2 separate regions of the Hordeum vulgare genome follow, and region 1 is linked to region 2. The links are chromatin contacts, called in public Hi-C maps. All regions are on one chromosome and are shown on one strand. The core of a region is the stretch at or near the end of the contact, and the rest is flanking DNA. Distances in the headings are between cores, read along the strand shown.

Region 1 (5,277 bases), core at 2,712-5,211, 250 kb after region 2:
GACGCCGGAAATGTTTCGGGCACCACCGGCAATGTGTCGGGACCATCGGGAGGGGCCACCAGCCCTGGGAGGCTACATGGGCCAAGTGTGAGAGGGAACCATCCCCTAGGTGGGGTGGTGTTCCCCCCACACATATCCCAAGGCGCACCAGAGAGGGAAGGGGGGGGGGGAACCCTAGCGCTGGTGGGCCTAAGGCCCGCCTAGGGGTGCGCCACCCCCTCTCCTCCCCTAGCTGCAGGCCAGCCCCTCCCATCTAGGGCTGCCGCATCCTTTGGGGGTGGGAAACCTAAAGTGTGCGCCCCTCCCCTTCCCCCTATATATAGTGGAGGTTTTGGCCATTGGAAACACGCAATTCTCTCTCTCCCGGCGCAGCCCTGCTTCTCCTCTCCCTCCTCTCCCCCGGTGCTTGGCGAAGCCTTGCCGGGAGACCTCGTAGCTCCATCGCTACCACACCGTCGTCCGGCCGGAGCTCTTCCCCAACCTCTCCCTCCTCCTTGCTGGATCGAGGTGTGGGAGACGTCACCGGGCTGCATGTGTGTTGAACGCGGAGGTGTCATGGTTCGACACTAAATCAGAATCACACCGCGATCTGAATCGCAACGAGTACGACTCCATCAACCGCGTTCTAGCAATGCTTCCGCTTAGCGATCTTCAAAGGTATGAAGATGCTCCCACTCCTCTCTCGTTGCTGGTTTCTTCATAGGAAGATCTATGAATGGCGTAGGAAATTTTTGAATTTTTGCTACGTTACCTAACAAAAAGAGGGTGGCGAGGCTCATCAGCGATGTTACCAGCCACGACGAGGGCAGCAGGGGGCAGGAATGGACTTGGGGCGAGTCGCCGTTCGGGGAGAGGTCGAGTTGGTCGGAGAGGGGGCCTGGCTTGCCGACGACGAGGTCCCGCGGCGGAGGGGCCTCGGGCAATGGCCATAGGGGCTGGTTTCTTGCTGCAATCAATGCGAAGAAGAGGCGAAAAGACTCAGGAACGTGATGTGGTCCCAGATCAAACATTAAACAGGGCCGGAGGGGGTCTCTTACCGCATGAATGTCGGTGGCCCGAGGCGGCGGCGCTGCGCTCGACCCCGAGATCAGAGAGTAGGAGAGGTCGAATGGGGGTTTGGGATGGTCGATTGGGAGGTGGAGAAGGCCAGCATAGCGGAGGAGAGGTCTCGAGGTTGTCTTATATAGCCAACCCGTGGTCCACCGTGGACGTGGGCGTTGGAGTTTGTCGTAGAGGTAAGGAAGGCCATGGGAGGAGTACACAGCGTGTGTGAGGCTCTCCTGGGTGTGGTCTACGACTAGGGGGAGAAGAGAGAGAGAGAGCAGGGAGCTCGCACGTGTGAAGCTTTTGATTGGCTAAACCGGAGACGCTTGGCACGCGCGGGAGGGGAGAGAAGGAAGAGGAGAGAGGAGGGGGTTGACCTGGTGTCGTGCCGCATACGTCGAGGCGCACCGACAGGCGTGCGGGGGCAATCCGAGGTGGTTGAGGGCCTTGGGATGGGGCCGGCTACAGTGTAGGAGCGCACTGTAGCACGCTCTAGAGCGCCCATATATTTCTCCCCTGGCATTGCCAGGCAAGGGTGAGCATGACCACTTTTGTTAGAGGGGTTTGGAAGTGCAAAAAGGTTCAAAAAGTCAAGGAGGGCTTTGGGAGTTGTTGGGAGGGAGAGATAAGAGATAGAGGGAGGAGAAAAGGTGTCGTCCAGGGGTTTGCAAGTGGGGTTTCACCCCCTCAATCATGGATCTAACCGTTGGGGTTGATATTGGAGGTGCTTTGGGCCTTTGTGAGGCTGTGGTTAAAATTTGGTGGCAAGGGGAATAACTTTGGAGGTCAAAACAACAGTTTTAGGATTCTATGTGAAGGTGTTAGATGGAGTTTTGGGAAAGATCACCTTGCCCACTTATTGTGATATTCAACAGGATCAAATGGTGGGAATAATTGAGCTTGATCACCAAGTTCGGGCTTATTTGGAGAAAGTTGGCAATGCAAACACACAAAACCCTAGAAATCAACAGAAACATATTTCTACAGATCTAGCTAGGCAAATCAACTCCCACAAATGCACAAATTGGTGTAACATCCTTATTTCGGGTCTAGATCATTCCTCCAAAGTTTGAGAGCAATCGGAGAAACTTGGAAATGTAGAGTTGCTCAAATTTGGTTCTAGACAAAGAGGGTTTTGGAATATTTAGGTGAACCAAATCAATCTAGATGGAGATGAAACTTGGCAAGATCATCACATATATCATGTATGACTTGCTAGAATTTTCCTGGAGTTTATTGGCAATATTTCATATGGAAATATTTCAAAAACTTGAAATAGGCAGAAGGGGTTTTGTCCAATATTTTCAACATGACCACGTGTTGAAATTATTATATATGAAAAATATATATCCAGTGAATTTTCTAAATTTTCACAAATATTTTTGAAGCAAGAAAATAATTTCCCTTCACAAAAGACCATTTCTGGCCTTAGAAAGAGTTTTTTTAATTATAATAGAAAAATAACTTTTAAAATAATAACTTTATGGTTTTGGAAAGTCCTTTTTGATAATAGGATCCAAATTAAACCATGGGGCAAAACATTTCTCCTAAATTGAGGACTTGTAATACAAATCTCAACTCGGTTTTTTTGAAGGCTTAAAATAAATAAATGCCTTTTGGTCAAAAATATTATTTAATAGAAAATGTTTTAGGTCATATTCACATGGTAGGGTAATTGGGCAAGGATTTGGAGCAAGAAGATGAGTATTGAGATATGGGAGAATTTTTGTGAATAAAAACCCAAATAGACAAGGAAACATATAGCAACCAATTCAATCATCACATGCACACAAAAAATTAAATGATTCCAAAATTTATAAAAAACATAATGTGATAAAGTGGTATAAACACACGGTGTGATATCATCGGAGGGAGTTTGGGTGATGGAATGGAGTGGAGGGAGTGGCTAGGTTTGGTGAAGAAAGCACACAAAGATTAATATATGTGAAATTGGGTGTGTGAGTATGAATCGGATCTAACTTGATAGACACACCCTACCATATGGGGTTGTCGGGGCATGTAAGGCCGGTTCAAAACACCCGTGTGAATCGTTTTTTTTTGACCGATCAATGATTGGGTGGTCCGTGCAAACAAGAGGAGTTTAAGGCACACTTTAGATCGGAAATTGCTTTTGGAGCTCGGCCTCCATGGAGATCTTTAAATTTGAAATTCAAATTTCATAAAAATTCATATTTGTACATTTTAAAAAACTCTGACAGAATACAGAGATAAGCGAAGGCGTAACACATATGTGTGTAAAATTTCATAAAAAATAGGCTGCAATGAGGGATGTATAAAAAAGACAAATCTGAGACTTTTTAACACATGATACTATTCATCGTTGCACGTTATTAATTTGTTTTTTGTGTGCAAATCATATTTTAAGGTATTTCATCCTAAAAATTTACACACATAGACATAACATTCTTCCTTACTTACATATTTTTTTCAGATATTTTTAAAACCAAAAAGTTTAACTTTTGATTTTTTTTCAAAAATTTCAATCACCATGGAGCTCGGCCTCTAATTGTCCATTCTCACTTTAGATGCTCTAAAGAGAAATGATACAAACGGGACACTAGTTAAGTCTCACGTGTAGTCAAAGACCTAGAAGGAGTAGGCACAGGAGAACAGACTGCGGCGAAGGAAAAGCAACAGTGACGTTTTAAAGCAATTTCCATAGCAATGGATCTGGCCCCCTCATTCAAAATCTAAGGGCTGCGATTTACTCAGGAAGCCGAGCGGACAGAGGCTACGGTTCGCGCGGCAGCTTTTTGCTCGTGCCTGGCGTACACGTGCTGGCCGCCAACTGGCGCTTTACATTCACCGTGTCCTCGATGCGCCTGGTGTAGGTACACCGATAGCGGGCACACAAGCCACAAGAGCAGCGATTCTTGTGCTGCAACACCGAGTCCATCCATCCACTGTGCTGCGCCCTCGCCTTCGTCGCCACCTCCAGCACAGAGCTACCAGGAGGCTGACAAAACCCCCAAACTCCGCTGCGCAGCGCAGCGCCGGGTTTCTCCTCCCTTTCTACGTCGTCGCCGCCGGGAAGCTTCGGACCCGCGACTCCGCGGGCGACATCTCCAGCCCGCCATGGCCCCCTCCTCCGGCGACAACGACGGCGCCTGTGCGTCGAACCTCCCCCTTTTCCCGCGATTGCTCTCTCTCGCATCGGTTATTTCCCCTCTCCCTACCTCTGCCCGCGTTTCTAATTGCGATCTGTGCGTGCGTGTGTTCAGGTGAGAAGGCTCTCACGAAGGCGGCCTCCGACGGCGACCTCTGTCGCCTCGAATGTGACCTGTTGGTGATGCTTTCATCGAACATGGGTGTAGTTACTCTGCTGCATATCGGGGTAAACTTTGGCCGTCTGGGGTACGCCGAACAGCATACGCCAAAGCATCGGTTCGCTGATTTCGATGAGGTTTCTCTCTGCCCACGCGCATGCAGTTTCAGTCAAAGCGGGGGCGAAAAGCGTGTTTCGAGATGCAGTGTCAGTCATATGCAGTTAGGGGTTATTCTCAGGTTGTGCTTCCAGTGAGTAGCAGTAGTAAATCGATGCCTAATTTTTCAGTGTCTATTTTGGTTTGCCATGCTATTAGTAAGTGCCGTGAAATGATATTCGTATTTGCACCAGCAACAGAAGCTTTGGATTCAGGCTGTGTGCACTTGGTGACGCAGAGGCTGGGATTAAAAGAAGAAGGGTGTGATTTTACTGTTTCTTATCGATGGGATTGTGATGTTCTACTCCACAAGGATGAAGTAGTTGCAATTGGTGGTGTTAGATAAAGTTTATGTCGACTCTCCGATCTCCACCCTATGAGCAGTGGCGGTGCTACAAAAGAATTGTTGGGTGGGCTGGAGGGTACCGTATATGTGTGTGTCCAGTACCAGCGGCTGCTCCTGAGCACCTCCGCTCCGATGCATGTTTTTTCTTTGAGGAACAAGTGCTATGCCTGCGACTGTGGGAGGCTGATTCCGTGATACTTGATGTATTTCTGTATCGCTGTCCACCGTGATGAGTTGTGCTTCATATAAAAAATATTTTTGTTCCAGACTTGGGCGGGCCACGGCCCACTCGGCATTGCCGAAGCTCCGCCACTGCCTAAGAGGATAGCTCGACTACATTGTGCTTTTGCACGTGATTGTTTTACTTAATGTTCAGTGCTTTTCCATTAACGATTCCATGAGTAGATGTTGATGCTGAGATTGGCAAATTTAAATGAATATGTT
Region 2 (5,105 bases), core at 124-2,623:
TATAATATATTTTAATTTGATAGAATGAGGTTTTGAGATGACATACAAGGGTCATTCTAGAGATGAACGAAATTTAGGGGATAAATCTGTATTGTATATGTGGAGTTACATAGGGAAGAATGCAAGGGCTCACCACATCTTGCTCTTTGATCAGTACACTACTACAAGAGAGAAGTACACCTAAGACAGGATGTGACGTATGTGAGCTCGAGCTCACATGATCTTGGGTGAACAGTAAGAATCCAAAAAATAGTAATAAAAATTCAAGATAACCTGAACTTTTTGACAAGAAACATTGTTCTTTTTCTACATGCTTGAAAATGTTCATGATGAAATCAAATTTGTAGAGTTCTGCGAAAAAAACAATGCTCAAAAAAGAGTGTTTTGGAAGCTTTCTGGAGCATCAATTTTGTTAGTTTTGTCCACACCTACACAAATGTGATTCGTTCGCGAAAATTTGCATGTGTCTAGAAAAAACCTCAATGTTTATTGCCAAAAGAAAAACAGAATTGTTTGAATGTTTATTCGGATCTTACTGTTCGTCCGAGATCATGTGAGCTCAAACTCACAATAGCCTTTTGACCTAAGATTCTGCATATAAGAGTTGCCTAAAGTCAAAGTATCTTTAATTTAACTAAACTTATAGAAATAAGTAGCAACATTGACAATACCAAATCAATAGCGTTAGATTCATTATGGAATGTAGTTATATATTATATAGATTTTCTACTATAAATGCTGATATTTTTAATATAAATTTCTTTAAACTATGTAAATTTTGACTTGACACAAATCTTATACGCGAAGTAAAAAAGGTACAAGAATTTTTTGTAGCAACCTCAATCATGTCCCAGTCCCCATTTTGGAGGTCTTTGTCAAAGAAAATCAGTCCATCCCCTTTCCCTACCCACGTCCCCTATTGGGGGATCCCCCTCACACCCTATTCCCCCAAATCTCAGAATTACTATTACTATTATTTTACTTAGAAATGGGCATAATAATTTTTTTATATTTTTTAACACATAATGATTTTTTTATATTAGTTGAACATAAAAAGTTTTATGCAGAATACAGTATATTTTAGAAGGGCCGGCTTAGGTTTTTCTATAGACAAGCCCAGCTTATGTTTGATGTGTTTAGATCAGGTTTTATGATGCCCAGCCCAATCCACGATGCCTGGCCCGGGCCGATCAAATATCAGGTCTAGTCGGCACGACATTTCAGGTTCTCTATCCGTTGTTGCTTTTCGCGGGTAGGTTTCCAAGCGAAGAAATGAACGGTTTTCTCGCAAAGTAGAGCGTCCGGAGAAGATTGGGGAATCCTGGAAAGGCAGCAGCAACCGACCGCCGATTGTCTCGTAGCCATCTCGAAAGCTCCCGTCAGAGAAGAGGACACGCGGTGCCGCTTTCTTCTCCAGAGCCACCCACCAGCTTCCACTCCTCGCCATGGTCACAGAAGCAAAAGCGCGCACTTGCGGCCCACGTCTCTCCGGCCGTCCCCATATAACGACGGCGCTGCCCGGCACGCAGCAGATACGAAACACATGACCACAAGCATAGCCCAGGAAGGCAGGCACGTAGTAGATCCCGTAGCAGACGTCCCGAATTAAGCTCCGATGGACGAGGGCAAATATCAGCAAGGATGGCTCTCCGTCGGCCTGCCGCCGGCGCCGGTGCTCGCCGTCACCGGCATCGTGACCTTCTTCCTCTACCTGTCGTGGCAGATGGATGAGTACGAGGAGCAGCTGCGGCATCGCACCCAGGCGGGCTTCTGGGTGCTCCTGGTGCTGGGAGTCCTCGCCCTGGTCTTCCTCGCGCAGCACGCGCTGTTCGACGGAGAGGGCAGGGTTGTGGCGGTGCCGGCGGCGTGGCGAGGCCAGCCCGATGGCGGCTCCGGCACGTCGCCGTGGGGCGTCGCGGCCCTTGTGGCTCTGCTGCTGGTGCTGGTGTCTCACAGGTCCGACTTTCAGATATTCAAGCCCCCGGGGTTTAGATGAGCATGTAAATTTTTATTTTCAAGGAAAGTCATGTTATGTATCCCGACGCACATAGCTATGGTATACTATTATACAGTATTAAACAAAATAGAAGATATTCTCTTACACATCTGCATGATTAGGCCGGATAGCATAAATAGAAAAAGAGTTAAATTTCAAATATGATCGGTATGTTTGTAATTGGAGAAAGTTGTGACTAAAGTTGTACCCAATGGAAGAATGTTTACAGTCTGGGTGAAAGCGAAGGACGAACCAGAGGAGACGAGACAAGCCACAAACGGGATTTATGATTGGGGATGTAGATAAACATGCAGATTCTTCATGATCTGAATCTTGAGAGGTTTCTGACTGATGTTAGGACTATCGGAAAATTTATTTTGTGTGACAAGTAATTCCAAACGAAAAGAGTATGTAATATTAGAGCGGGTATCTTGTTGAAGTTGGCACACATTCACGCCTGCCGAGGCCAAGCCCCCATGGTGAAAAGTGAAAATGAAAACTGAAGAGGCCAGCGACGCAGTAAGACGGTGAATTCTCGTGATGGCTTTTCCTGCAAGCCACGCTACTTTACCTTTCCTTTCTGGGATTTTTTCACTGTTTTAAATTTTTTTTCTAAACATGAGCACAAAATGAACGAGATTCGAAAGTATTTCACGATCTGATCCTTTTAAAAACGTCACAAGCCGTGGCGTTGCTGCCCCACTATGCAACGCCTGTCTACCATGGCGTTGCTGCTCTATAGTGGCGTTTTTTCTTTTTTGCAACGCCAGTCTAAAGTGGCGTTGCGGATCCACTGTGAAACGCCAAAAGTGCTGGCGTTGCTGCCCAACATTGACATGCCTGTTTACCGTGGCGTTTTTTCTTTCTTGCAACGCCAGTCTAATGTGGCGTTGCAGGCCCATTGTGAAACGCCAACACGCGTTGCAGACCCACTATGGAACGCAACGACGACATCCAGCAGCCCACGGCATGCTGCCAGCAACATGTGTACTGCTGAAACGCCATGGACCATGGTGTTTCACGCGTGGCCTGCAACGCCACATTAGACTGGCGTTTGAGTGGGTCTGCAACGCCACATTAGACTGGCGTTTGAGTGGGTCTGCAACGCAACATTAGACTGACGTTTCTATGTGCGTCTGCAACGCTACGGGCTCTGGCGTTTCAAAAAAGGTCAGATAGTGAAATGGTTTTAATCAGAGTTCATTCCGTGCAATAATTTAGATTTTTTCACTGTTTTAACCTTTTTTCTAAACATGAGCACAAAATGAACCAGATTCGAAAGCATTTCACGATCTGACCCTTTTAGAAACGCCACAAGCCGTGGCGTTGCTATCCCACTATGCAACGCCTGTCTACCATGGTTTTTTCTTTTCTGCAACGCCAGTCTAAAGTGGCGTTGCGGACCCACTGTGAAACGCCAACAGTGCTGGCGTTGCTACCCAACAGTGACACGCCTGTCTACCGTGGCGTTTTTTCTTTCTTGCAAAGCAAGTCTAATGTGGCGTTGCAGGCCCATTGTGAAACGCCAACAGTGCTGGCGTTGCAGACCCACTATGAAACGCAGCGACGACATCCAGCCAGCCCACGACATGCTGCCAGCAACATGTGTACTGCTGAAACGCCATGGACCATGGCGTTTCACGCGTGGCCTGCAACGTCACATTAGACTGGTGTTTGAGTGGGTCTGCAACGCCACATTAGACTGACGTTTGAGTGGGTCTGCAACGCCACATTAGACTGGTGTTTCTATGTGCGTCTGCAACGCCACGGGCTCTGGCGTTTCAAAAAAGATCAGATCGTGAAATGGTTTCTATCAAAGTTCATTCCATGCAATACTTTCATCTCATGGGTTAAAATCGTGAAAAAATCCCAATACTTTTATCCCATAGATCAAAGTCGTGAAAAAAATCCTCCTTTCTGCGTCCATGCGCCGTACAACTCCGCGTGTGCCCTACGCTAATCACCCAACACCGGATTTTGTTTCTGTTTATCTCTCCATATACGAAAATGGTGATTCTAAAATCCATACGCAAAAGGTAACAAGTTAAATTTGTACTGTACAAGGGTATGACCAGAGGTAAGTAAATCCTTATCGACCATGCTTAAAGTAAAAAAAAATGCATGATCGATCATTTCCATATAGCATGCAAATTAGCCAACAACCATTACACTGGAGGTGAGCAAATGAACCAAGAACTATTGCAGTGCATAAGATAGAAGTGAAAATATAACGAACTTATGTATTCTATAATCCCTATTATTGGATAAATAAAACACATTCTACTAGAATCGTAGCATGATATGCATATACGCCTACCAGAGATGTTCTAAGCAGGATTTGCTGCAATAAGTCCAAGACATATTGCTACATGGTCCACATACTCTTAAGTAATGATACAACCTATTAACCCGATGTGGAAACATGCGTATCTGCAAGAACACATAAGGTGATGACACAAGTTACCTCTATCTAGCAAATGAGGCACTCACGCGGTGAACAATTAGTTATTAATTATCCTTAAGAGACCTATCACACTAAACTCCTCAAAAAACAAGGGACCTATCGGATTCTCTCTTGGAGATGGTCGACATTCATGCCGACGACATTGGTAACCACTAGATCGTCCATGTCCACGATGTTGCCCACGACAATGAGACAAATGTGTCTATGCGTGTCGGGGCTCTCGGACCGAGGGTCCCCAGGCCTGCCTGCAGTCTAGGGCATGTTGCGCTTTGCGGGCCTTGGGGTGTTCCCTATCGAGGCCCGGGGATTCGGCCCTCGTGAGGAGCCATGATACGTTGGCGTATCTACTTTCCAAAACTCTTTTGACTTTGTTTTGGACTCTAATTTACATAATTTGAATGGAACTAACCCGGACTAACATTGTTTTCAGCAGAATTATCATGGTGTTGTTTTTGCGCAGAAATAAAAGTTCTCGGAATGACCTGGAAATTTACGAGGATTTTTTGTGAAATATATAAAAAATACTGGCGCAAGAATCAACCGGAGGCGTGGAGCGAGGAGCCCACAAGCACAGGAGACGCGGCCCCCCTGGCCGCGCCTAGCAGGCTTGTGGGGCCCTCGGGGCTCCGCCGCCTCCAACTCCAG

The links. Hi-C and Micro-C count contacts between places; a contact is called where the count stands out from the background.
Region 1: a contact with region 2 is called in a Hi-C map of leaf, with 4 times the contacts expected there. The contact joins the promoter of LOC123443066 here to the promoter of LOC123439578 in region 2. A contact is called at or near these places in 2 of 6 Hi-C or Micro-C datasets (leaf and seedling).

What each region holds. Positions count from the first base shown.
Region 1 is chr3H:83,901,129-83,906,405 of MorexV3_pseudomolecules_assembly, forward strand. LOC123443066 reads left to right here and starts at 3,962. Exons shown (of 17, transcript XM_045119310.1): 1 at 3,962-4,174; 2 at 4,287-4,569.
Region 2 is chr3H:83,651,639-83,656,743 of MorexV3_pseudomolecules_assembly, forward strand. LOC123439578 reads left to right here and starts at 1,374. Exons shown (of 1, transcript XM_045116273.1): 1 at 1,374-2,236. The coding sequence starts at 1,616. The coding sequence ends at 1,996.